Regions from separate parts of the Sus scrofa genome. Here all the other regions are linked to region 1. Evidence: chromatin contacts called from public Hi-C data. All regions are on one chromosome and are shown on one strand. Each heading gives the region's core, a stretch centred on a gene start, on an enhancer-like site or on the middle of the called end of the contact. The rest is flanking DNA. Distances are from core to core; before and after follow the strand shown. Region 1 has its middle 21 kb from the start of WDR75. Region 2 overlaps COL5A2 (collagen type V alpha 2 chain). Region 3 has its middle 48 kb from the start of COL3A1.

Region 1 (3,912 bases), core at 1,145-3,644:
CATATATATCCCAACAAATACCACAGTCCCACAAATAACACCATTTATTTCCATGTAACTAAGACTACAGTGCCAAGACCAAAAGATGTATATTTGGGAATAAAACAATACTAAAAGCAGAAGTGGGAAAATTCAGCTTATTTTTATAAAATAGAAAATAGTATTATGCATCAAAAAAAGACAAAAAACAAAATAAAAATAAACAGAGAGCTCCTGAAACATTTCCATCAGTGATTTTAAAAGCTAGACAAAATAACATAGAATTTGTTTTTTGAACATAAGTTTCTCCACATATTTCAATGTGGCTTTACTTTGTTAGGAAAATACTATCCAGAAGTAACTTCTACTACATTTAACCTATACTAGAGCTATCATTTAGCCATCTAAGTTGGCCATTAATAAAGACCAAATTATCAATTAATTATCAACACAGCATTATAATTATACAATGCATAACACATATTTTCACTTAAGTTTTGCTTCTTAATCTAGAAGTTAAATATCTATGGACTTGAAGAAATTACATATAAAGACAAATTCAAGGAGGCTTTTAATGTTTATATAACAAAGCAAAAACTATGTGAATATACATGGAACTGCATAAATTTCTAGTCAATTTTTACATATTTATTGATACATGTAGCAGGTACTCACTAATTTTAAGAACATCATCTGTTAAGATATCTATCAAGTTTTTACTATGCAGAAAAAAGGTTATATATTATTGCCTTGAAATAACATAATTCAAAACTTTATCACAAATAAAACATATCAAAAATTTAAAACTATAATCACTACTTTTTTTTTTTTTTCTTTTTTACGGCCGCACCTGTGGCATATAGAAATTCCTAGGCCAGAGGTCAAATTGGAGCTGCAGCTGGGGCCTACGCTACAGTCACATCAACACCAGATCCAAACCACATCTGTGACCTACACTGCGGCTTGCAGCAACACCAGATCCTTAACCCACTAAGCAAGGCCAGAGATCAAACCCACATCCTCACAGACACTATGTCGGGTTCTTAACCCACTGAACCACAACAAAAACTCCTATAATTACTAATTTTTGATTTGAAAAACTTATGGTTTCCAAATGAGACAGGTTGAGGGGTGAGGGGATGCACTGAGGTTTTAGGATGGAAATGCTATAAAAATTTGGTTGTGATGATTGCTGTACATCTATAAATGTAATAAAGTTCATTAAGTAATTAAAAAAAAAGACTTTGCATTTGTATTTCCAAACATTTAGGCATAATTAAATCTGGTCCTCACCCCTTCTTTCAATTCTTCCTCGCCACCTAATTACTACCTCCATATATCCATAAGAAAACCAAGCTAGAGCCTGATGTGCCACAAACCCATCATACTAGTGTTCATTCCATTCTGCTGCCTTGAAAATCTGCTTTTTCCTTCACTTCCTGGAGGAGTTCCCCTCTATCATTCAACACCTATCTCCAATATTATCTCCTCTATAAAATCTTTTTTAGTTCCCCTAGTGTATGGGCTGGTTCTTCTGTGGTGTTAGAAAATTTTAAGTTGTGCCTTTTTCCTAAGTTACATTAAATGTTCCTAAAGAAAGGCTCTAGGAGTTCCCATCATGGCTCGGTGGTTAACGAATCCAACTAGGAACCATGAGGTTGCGGGTTTGATCCCTGGCCTTGCTCAGTGGGTTAAGGACCCAGCTTTGCCATGAGCTGTGGCATAGGCTGCAGAAGCGGCTTGGATCCCATGTTGCTGTGCTCTGGCATAGGCTGGCAGCTGCAGCTCCAATTAGACTCCTAGCCTGGGAACCTCCATGTGCCATGGGAGCGGCCCTAGAGGTTCTATCTTAATCCTCTTTGACCCTAGTATAGTATCTTTGAAAAGAGACAGGAAGGAAGATTTTAAAAAGAAAAATGAAAGTAGTTAATAACAAGTAATTCTACTTTTTTGGAAAATTAATTGGAAGCACAAGTTCTGTGTGGGTTAGAACCCTATAAACTATCATCACCATAAATCAGATTATTCGAAGGCTTTCAGATACAGTACTTAAATATGTGACACCACAACAGTGAGAAGGTACATAGGTGCTACACAAAGATCTGCCTTTATTACAGCTAATCTTTAGGAAAATAAAAGTTCAGAGTTATTATTAAATGATAATATCAGTGAGATTTAGTTTGGTTTTAAGAAAACTTGTATTATTAGAGTGAATAGCTTCCTAATTAAAGAATAGCTATACAAAGCTTACAGGAAAGGGAAGAAAATCATACGATTATTAAGAAGGGAGTTTAAAGCAAAATCCAACATTCATTTGGGGCACTGTTTCCCAGGAATGAGCTGCTACTCACTAGTGGGGTCAAAGACACTAGATGGTTCTCCAGAGGCCCTTTTCTATTCAAAAGGGCTTTCAAAATAAAGTGGGGGTAGAATAAGAGGCTAGGGAGCTGTTCCTTCGTGCACCAAATGCATTCTCAGAGTACAAACATCTGTTTCAGTTTACATACTTTTAAGTATGACTTTACACATGGAAATTAAACTTAGGCAACACGCCTGGGAAGCCTGTCTGCCAAAGAACTTCATGTACCATCAACAGCTGGAATTTGTATAGGTCTACATTCTACACAACATAATACTGTGAGCTACCAATGACCACATCTCAAACCTAAATGTCAAAGAACAGCTTCTAAAGCTCATAAAGTTTTTCTATTAGAGAAAAATAAGACAGTGATGGAAGAGGAATCTAATTTGAAAAAAATATAGAGGAGTTCTAGAACTTAAAGAGATGCTTTTGTAAATAAAGACATTAAAAGATCCAAAGATCTTTTTTAATGTTTCTATACTAAGAAATGTTCATTCCATAATATTCCAATAAGATTACCTATTAGTTAGATATTAAAAATATTTTTCAATGTGCTAATAGTATAATTATAATTTCTTGTAGGCCGAAGTAGAATATAAAACCTGCAAAAATAATGATGTATCTTTGGTGCCACCATGTGGTATATCTGTATTTTTACAGTGGTTGTGTGTGTGTGTGTGTGTGTGTGTGTGTGTGTGTGTGTGTGTGTGTGTGTGTGTGTGTGTGTATGTGTGTATGTAATAATGTTCATACCTAGTAAGTTATCATCAGTTCTCTGGCATGCTAATACTGTTAAATACGTTTAAAACATAGGGTCTGTTCCCAGATAATTTACATACTAATGAATCATCAACCAATATACAGTAACTAGGAACCCACAATGCAGGAAACATTGCATTATGATATCTAGAAGATCAATATACCGTCTTGCCCTCAGAGGGCATACATCTGTTAATATCAAAACAAAAAAAATCAAGTATTAATGTGAAACAACTCAAGAGCTATTATATAACTAGATCGCAATAAATGGTAAAGAAATGTTTTTAAGTGCTCTGATTGGAAAGTAAGAAGACAAATGAGAGTATTTGTGGAAGAGACTGAGAAGTTTTGAAGCTCTTAGGAAGGATTAGTTATGCAGAATGAAAATAAGAGGGCATTTCAGAAAACAATATTAAATAAAGGTACAGATCTAGAATCATCACGGAATGAATGCTAGGAGGTCTACACTCACAGTGAGGTTCATAGAGCCAAGAAAAATAATATACATTAGAAAAATAAGTTAGAACAAGTTGCATCAGTCTTTCATGGCCAGATAAGAAGCCTAGATTTTTGCCTATAGGTCATAAGGGATCATTGATTCAAAATATCATGCTTTTATTTCTCTCTGAGGATATAATCATATGAATGTCCGTGAGTTTACATGAAAATAATTTATTGCCCAAATGAGAATAATCACAAGCTCAGAACCTTTAATCCCTCACTCTGAGTAAGTAATTTGAGGTTACAGAGCCCTGAAACCAAAATCAACCAGTAAATCACTCCAGGCGGGTGGAAATTAATAAATAAATATT
Region 2 (3,494 bases), core at 194-2,693, 290 kb before region 1:
GCTCAGTGGGTTAACGATCCGGCGTTGCCGTGAGCTGTGGTGTAGGTTGCAGACGCGGCTCGGATCCTGCGTTGCTGTGGCTCTGGCGTAGGCCGGTGGCTACAGCTCCGATTCGACCCCTAGCCTGGGAACCTCCATATGCCGCGGGAGCGGCCCAAAGAAATAGCAAAAAGACAAAAAATAAATAAATAAATAAATAAATAAATAAATATGTACTTAGTAGAAAACAAAATGCACAGACTTCTCAATGGAGAAGTGTTTTCGTTATTTTTTAAATGACTAGCCATACTGTATGATTCCAACTCTATGACATTCTGGTAAAAGCAAAACTATTGAGACAGCAAAAGGTTGGTGGCTGCAGGGGTTAGGGTGAGGATGTGGGGGATGAATAGACAGAGCACAATGATTTTTAGGGCAGTGAAAATACTCTTAAGATACTATAATGGTATACACATGTAAATATACACTTGCTTGAAGACACAAAATATATAACACCAAGAGGGAACCTTAATGTACACTATGGACTCTGACAGGGGATGTTGATAATGGGGAAAGCTATGCATGTATGGGGGCAGAGAGTATATAGGAACTCTCTGTACTTTACCTTCAATTTGATGTAAACCTAAAACTACCTTTAAAAAATTGTCTTAAAAAATAGCAAGCCAGCCCCCTACAGTATGTTTCATCAGCTATGCCAACATTGCAGATTTCAGCACTGGTTACAGCCTCTACCATCAGAACATGGTATATTCTGTGTAAGAATTTTACTTTTGATGTGTTAAATCCCCAGTAATCATTCTTCTTGGAAGACTGAATTCAGTTCATCAGTATTTTATAATCAGCTTGCTTATTTGGTTGAGTTTTGCTCTTCAAGAATATCTAATCAACATTGTCTTTTTCTTTTTTTCTTTTTTTTTTTTTTTTTGGCCATGCCCATGGCATACAGAAATTCCTAGGCCAGGAATCAAACCTGTGCCACAACAGTGACCTGAGCCACAGCAGTGATAATGCTAGACCCTTTAACCACTCGGACACCAGGAAACTCCAACAATTTCTAAATTCATTTGTCTGTCTTAGATTAAATTAACTTTGTATGTGCTTGCTTAATCTCTCCTCACTTATAAAAAGAATGTGATGGGTTCCTGATCGGGGTTTGTGGTTTTTCTCATCTTTCTAATTTTTTAATGCTTCACATATTTCCTGGCTGATAGTAGACATTCAGTATATGCTTATTACATTTTCACATTTCAATCCTCTTTACCCTAGTACTTGAAGTCTGGCACGCTTTATTTTCCCTACCACTCCCAAAGGTAGACCAGAGCAATGAGAAGGAGAGGGAAAGGCATGGGGACTCTGCCAAGTCTAGTTCTCAGGGAAGTGAGCAATGAGCGTTAGCTGCCAAATTCCACCCTCCTCCTAACCCACATTCTGAAGGCAGCTTGGGGAACAGCCACGTCCTCAGTTCTGGAAAGGCTCCGTCTCCTAACCTCATCATTCCCATAAGACTTGTTAAGTATTTGCTGGCTTTTTAACCCTGGAGATTCTAAACAGGAAGAAAGAAAGGAAAGAAAGGACTAAAGAACTCAAAATCCAATGTGATTTTACTAAATAGAAGCAGGGATCAAGAAAAATATGGTAAGTGAGTTAGAGTTTAATAGCAAAAGAAGCTTCTTATGCTTAAGCATGAGAATATCTACATAATAAGCCAAAATGACCTGATACAGCAGAGGGAGTAAATATGGGATAAGCAGAGGGGGCAGTTTGTATAGGATGTTTGGGGGCATAATAGCTATTGAGAAATTTAACTAATATATTTCAATATATTCAAACATTTATGTTTGACATGTTTACTTTCTGGAGTAGTGGAATAATTCAGCTAATTTATCTATTCAAATAGAAGTAGGTAACTTAGCCTAAAAAAGCTCACATTTTCAAAACTAATTTCTCAGAAAATTATTCTCACCCTTTAAAAATCAAGACCCTTCTGACTGCTAAACCACTAACAAATCACTGCACTCTTTTTTCATTATACATAATGGAGGCTAATTTTTAATTGCTATATAGGACTTCTGAATCATATAAATGTGACACCATGAGCTGGAAATGTATATTGGCAATAGTCCAGCCTACTCACAAAACCTTGTGTGGAAAACTCTTAAAGTATTTTTAAAGTGTGAAACTGATCATTGATAACCAAGTATTGTTAATATTGAGAAAAATGAGATAAAAAAATAACAACAACAACAAAAAAAGAGCTAAAACAATCTCTGCTCCCAAAGAGATTTCCAAAGACAAAACCAAAAACAACATTTAGTGTCCGTGGGAGTAGAGAGAGGTTTGGCTAATATTAATCCTCAAAAACGTATGTCCTTTTTCCAGTTCTCTGTGATTAATGATCATGTTTAAAAGTCTGCTCTGAAGACAGCTCACTTTCTCACTGGCTTCATGATGCATTCTGTGCCTCCATGGTATCTCCTCTAAATAGCTTACATGATTTACTTCCATACAAATTGAGATTAAAATCAATAAAAACTTGTTAAAGTTATCAAAATTAAGTGAGCATAATGAGCATGATTATAAGAGAAAATAAGAAAAAATATTATATATTTTACTGATAAAACTTTAAAACAAAAATTATGTTTAGAATACATTAAAACACATACTTTCATATTTCCAAGTGATCTGATGCACATAAGTTTTATATTAAGGTGAGTGTTCAATGTATAATTATTCCTTCCCATCCTCCAGAATATTCCCAGTATCTCAGGCAGCAATCCACGATAAAACAGAAAGTACTTGTAGATTGCCACTAGGTGGCGACTTTAAACAGTCCCAAGTAGAAAAGACTACTAATGATGTTAGAGTTAGTAAGAACTGGTATATTTCCACTTTTACAGATGAGGAAACAGATCTATAGAGGTTAAGTGTCCTGTAGAATTAGAACTCAGCACACCATTGACTGTCCACCTCCTGACAGGTTCCTAGTTTGTCTCTATGAAGTTTCCAGGACAATACACTTAAAACTAAGGACATGCTGAGAGCCAATCATGATGATAACTGGTTAGTAATAAAGGCTTCATGAAAGTATCACTACATCAGTAGTTATTAATCTTAAGCACTTTCCACCCCTCACCAAGGGACATGTGGCAACACCAAGAGGTATTTTATGAGGGAGGGGGCAGGTGCTGCTACTAGCATCTAAAGGGTAGAAATGAGGAATGCTGCCAAGTGTCCTACAATTCATAAGGAATTATCTGGCCCCAAACATCAATCGTGTTAAGAAATTGTGTTCTACTGTGTGAAGTAGTGGTTGATGGTTATGGAAGTAAGGGGAGAAAAATCATATTTATGATAACAGCACCAGCTTATATTTTGCTGGCCATATATCTCTTGTCCAGGTAGACAAGTCTTGGGACCTGAGATAAAGCATTCTACCTGTATGTGTTTTATGACATCATTCCAGTATCTTGAAAACAGCCATGGTGGGAGTATTT
Region 3 (3,695 bases), core at 1,084-3,583, 350 kb before region 1:
GAAAATGAGACATTTCACAATTAAATAAAAGGGAGAAAAAAATTAAAATATTTAACTTCTGTCTTAGATTAGGTTCCCTGGAAACATACTCTACGATGGCGACTTATGTATGGAAGATTTATTGGGCATCAGCTCAGGAGATACTGAAAGCCAAGCTTGGACAGAAAGAGAAGATGACCCACATGCAGTTGACACGGAGGCTTCTGGCAATCCTCCAAGAAGCTCTGGCGCCAAGATGGCCTTTCTGAATTGTTGTAATTCACAGTAAGAAGGATGGGTCTGTGTATCCTTCACTCAGATACTCGCTGACTCTGGGCCAGAACCTGGAAGGAATGGAGAGTAGGGGAAACTTCTGTAAGGCAGTCTTGGCAACTGAAGGAATCTTCAGTGAGGGACATGGCCGTGAGCCCTCCGTAATAGGAGCTGATAGGTCAACACTCTGGCTCTGAAGAGATAACATGGCTGGAACAACACATTATCTACTACAAGCTCCGATTCCACTCTCACACTCCGCCAAACACTCTAGGGAAATATAACACATGATTCCTCTCTGTTAGGAATGTGTTGTCTAGAATAGATCATTTGAACCCATATGAAATGGTACAAAAGCCTTCAAGATGAACAATTAAGTGCTAAATTGTGCTCTGTCAACCGTGCAAGATCTAGGTAGTAGAGTAGAAAATGAATTGGCCAGTGATGATTATACTGTCATAACATTCTTCTTTAAGAAAATTAAACTTGAGTTGTACAGTAAAGGAGTATGATTTTGGTAAACTGGAGCAAATGAAAGCTACTTTAGAGTAAGAAACCAAAAAAAAAAAAAAAAAGGAGAATTAGAAACAGGAATGATTATTCCACGGTCATGGGATGGTGACAAATCCGGGCTACCTAAATCTATTTATATCAACTCAACGACATTATTGAGCAATTATTAATGCAAAGCTCAGAACTACATGCTCAAAAAGATTTGAGCAATAGAACGAGATTCCACAAAATTTAGAAACCAACATGTCACAGGACTCAAAGTAATAAGTTGTATTAGAAAGTTAGAAAGGAGTTCCCTGGTGGCCTAGCAGGTGGGGATTTGTGGCTCAAGTTCCATCCCTGTCCCGGGAACTTCTGCATGCCATGGATGTCGCCAAAACAAAGAAAGAAAGAATGATATAAGTCACTTAGAGAGGCACAAGAATGGAACCATCATGCCTCTTTGGAGGCATTCAGGAAAGGTTATGTGAAGTATATTTGGCAATTTATATTAGCCCAGTTTCAGCTGAAGCATGGGTTTCATGTAGTGGTGTTAGAGTCTGCACCAAAGAGCTTAGAATAGCAAGGTGACAGATTTTTGTCTTTTTTTTTTCTAATCTACATTTCATGGAGATCCATCAAAAGAATGATATTAAATATTGGCAGGCTGTTGCTCAAGGGGAGCACAAGTTCAAGGGAAGTATAGTGAAACAGAATCAGGTTTATAGGCAATAAAGAATGAATACATTCTTCTATAATGAACCTGTTGCAGGATAAAGAAGGATGAGTCTTCATTTTAGGGAAGAAAAGGATGAGACTAAAGAGACTTGGCAAGGACACAGAGAACTTTTTTTTTTTTTTTTTTTTTCAAAGACTAGACCGAGGGAAGAGTCACAGGGTGTAGACATACTTACTGAGGAAATTAGGTTAAGAGGGGAAAATGGGGACAGCAAAAGGAGGACATCAGAAGTCATGCAGGAGATGTTTCTATTTAACACAGAAGAACTCAGTGGAAAGTTGCGCAACTTCAGTCTTCCGCAGAGCTTTCTACGTGGCAGTTCACCATGACAGTGATTCATTTGGAAGGGTGGTTCAACATGATAAAATGTGTGACTGATTGGAGAATACCAGGTCAGGGGCGGCTAAGTAGATTTGGAAAGTATCCTTATACAGATGGTCGATGAAATCATCTGGCTCCAGAATGAAATTATTAGGGAGCAGAACTTCCAAAGAAAAGGGCAAAAGGACAGCATGATGTGACTGTGATGAGAAGGAAGAAAGCATCACAGAGTCTGGTTGGCATCCTGGAGTTTTCAATGGTTTAGGAAAAGGAGGCTTTAATTTTGAGGGCTAAGGTTGGGATTAACTCAAGAGTTATGAGGGCATAGAGGAAACTAAACAGAATGAGGGTTATCATTTGTGATTTTGATAAAAACAATTTGGATCTGATTTTCAAATTTCACCTTGAATTTAAACCACCTGGAAACTGTCCCCCATGGAGGCAGCAGGAGCACAGATTTGAAGGCGCAAAGACTGCCACTGCCTGCAAGAATCCACAGAAAACAGCATTAATTCTGCAAAGAAACGTGTCTGATGTTTCAGGGAGGGACTTGGACAGCAGCTTCCTATCTGAATCTTTAGGGCTTACATTTTGACTACAGCTGTCCTCAATTTCTGTTGCATTTTTCTCATTAAAGTGACTAACAGATGTGGTCGTTCTTTATCCCCAGCTGCCTTTCATTATAAGATCAATCTCATAACAGTTCCAGCTGGTGGGAAAATTGTTCACAATGCAGATCTACCTTCCTCTATTTATTTACACTTTGATCCACGTTTTTTTTACCTCATGTGGGCATAGCCCAAACTCTTCTAATATTAATGGAATTAACCGTCGTTGTTTATATGCATAGGTTTTTGGTATGCCCTCCTTAAAATGTGAAATTTAAGTTCCTAGATAAAAATGAATGTAATCTTCATGTTTTTGGTTTAACTTGGATGATAGTCTCATGGTAAGGAATCAATGTGAATTAAGTACCATTTATGTGTATTGGTGGTATCAAAATAAAATCCAGCAGAGAATTAAAAGTACAAGTTATATAGGATCATGCTCAATTAGTAAAATTTTATCTTTAGGGTTTCTTATTATATATAACATTCTCATTGGTATCTTTGCTCAGATTTATTTTCAACCAGAATTTTCATCTTTCTTCATATTTCCTTCTCTTGATCTTCTTGAGTTTAGTGTAAAAATGAGAATAAGAACTGCATTCTTGCATCAAAGGAGGCTTCAGTCAATCTTTTCCAAAGTTCACGGTTACATTTAGCAACCAAGGTTCAGGATCCTATAACTGAAAAATAATATTCCTAATAATAGGAACATGATTTTCCTCTTTCTCTCTTTTCCCCTAAATATTGGTGTTTCTGGGTGATCTGTTCTGGCTCACTGCTCTCCTTTGACATCCTTCTTGAGTGACCTCATTCCCACCCCAAGCTCTAATAGCTTCTCGATGTGATGGCTCTCATATTTTTAGGTCTACTCCCCAACTTATCCCCTGAGAGATGCTCCACAAATACATCAATTACAACCTCAGACTATTTTGTTCTCTATCTCCCATACTGTAAATGTCGTCATCTTCCATTCAGCTACCTAAAAAGTGAGAAACTGGAGAATAATCCTAAATTTCTCACTTCCTTACCATCCCACTCTTTAACAAGATTATGTTGATTCTATTTTTTAATTATCTCTCAAGTCCCTCTCTCTTTCTCTATCCTCAGTGGTATTGACTTCTCATTCCGTTTCTTTTCCTCCAAAATTGTTTTAACTAGTCTCTCTGTTGGCAGTTCCCCGTTAAAAAGTTCTCCCTGAGGACTGATGCTGAGGTGATCTTTCCAAGATGCAATCACTACATGTGTTTTACTTGCCTAAAACACTTCAGTATTTTGCAGTAAAA

Evidence for each region. A called contact is a pair of places that touch in the nucleus more often than the background predicts.
Region 2: a Hi-C map of fetal skeletal muscle shows a contact between it and region 1, with 2.7 times the contacts expected there. The contact joins two enhancer-like sites. A contact is called at or near these places in 1 of 5 promoter capture datasets (liver), 15 of 47 Hi-C or Micro-C datasets (alveolar macrophages, embryonic fibroblasts, fetal skeletal muscle and 8 more) and 1 of 2 datasets of contacts at active chromatin or transcription factors (skeletal muscle).
Region 3: a Hi-C map of skeletal muscle shows a contact between it and region 1, with 5 times the contacts expected there. The contact joins two enhancer-like sites. A contact is called at or near these places in 2 of 47 Hi-C or Micro-C datasets (embryonic fibroblasts and skeletal muscle) and 1 of 2 datasets of contacts at active chromatin or transcription factors (skeletal muscle).

What each region holds. Positions count from the first base shown.
Region 1 is chr15:93,957,902-93,961,813 of Sscrofa11.1, forward strand. It overlaps a transcript of COL5A2 not described here. Among named protein-coding and RNA genes, the nearest start is that of WDR75, 21 kb to the right of the region's middle. Within about 2 kb of position 2,395, at least 26 of the 83 cell types and tissues checked have an H3K27ac peak or open chromatin away from gene starts, as enhancers often do. A contact at or near this core is called in fetal skeletal muscle, omental adipose tissue, retroperitoneal adipose tissue and 1 more, where this site is marked.
Region 2 is chr15:93,669,543-93,673,036 of Sscrofa11.1, forward strand. All of the region lies in intron 6 of COL5A2 (collagen type V alpha 2 chain), which reads right to left. Among named protein-coding and RNA genes, the nearest start is that of COL5A2, 87 kb to the right of the region's middle. Within about 2 kb of position 1,444, at least 17 of the 83 cell types and tissues checked have an H3K27ac peak or open chromatin away from gene starts, as enhancers often do. A contact at or near this core is called in fetal skeletal muscle, omental adipose tissue, retroperitoneal adipose tissue and 1 more, where this site is marked.
Region 3 is chr15:93,603,013-93,606,707 of Sscrofa11.1, forward strand. No RefSeq gene overlaps it. Among named protein-coding and RNA genes, the nearest start is that of COL3A1, 48 kb to the left of the region's middle. Within about 2 kb of position 2,334, at least 6 of the 83 cell types and tissues checked have an H3K27ac peak or open chromatin away from gene starts, as enhancers often do. A contact at or near this core is called in skeletal muscle, where this site is marked.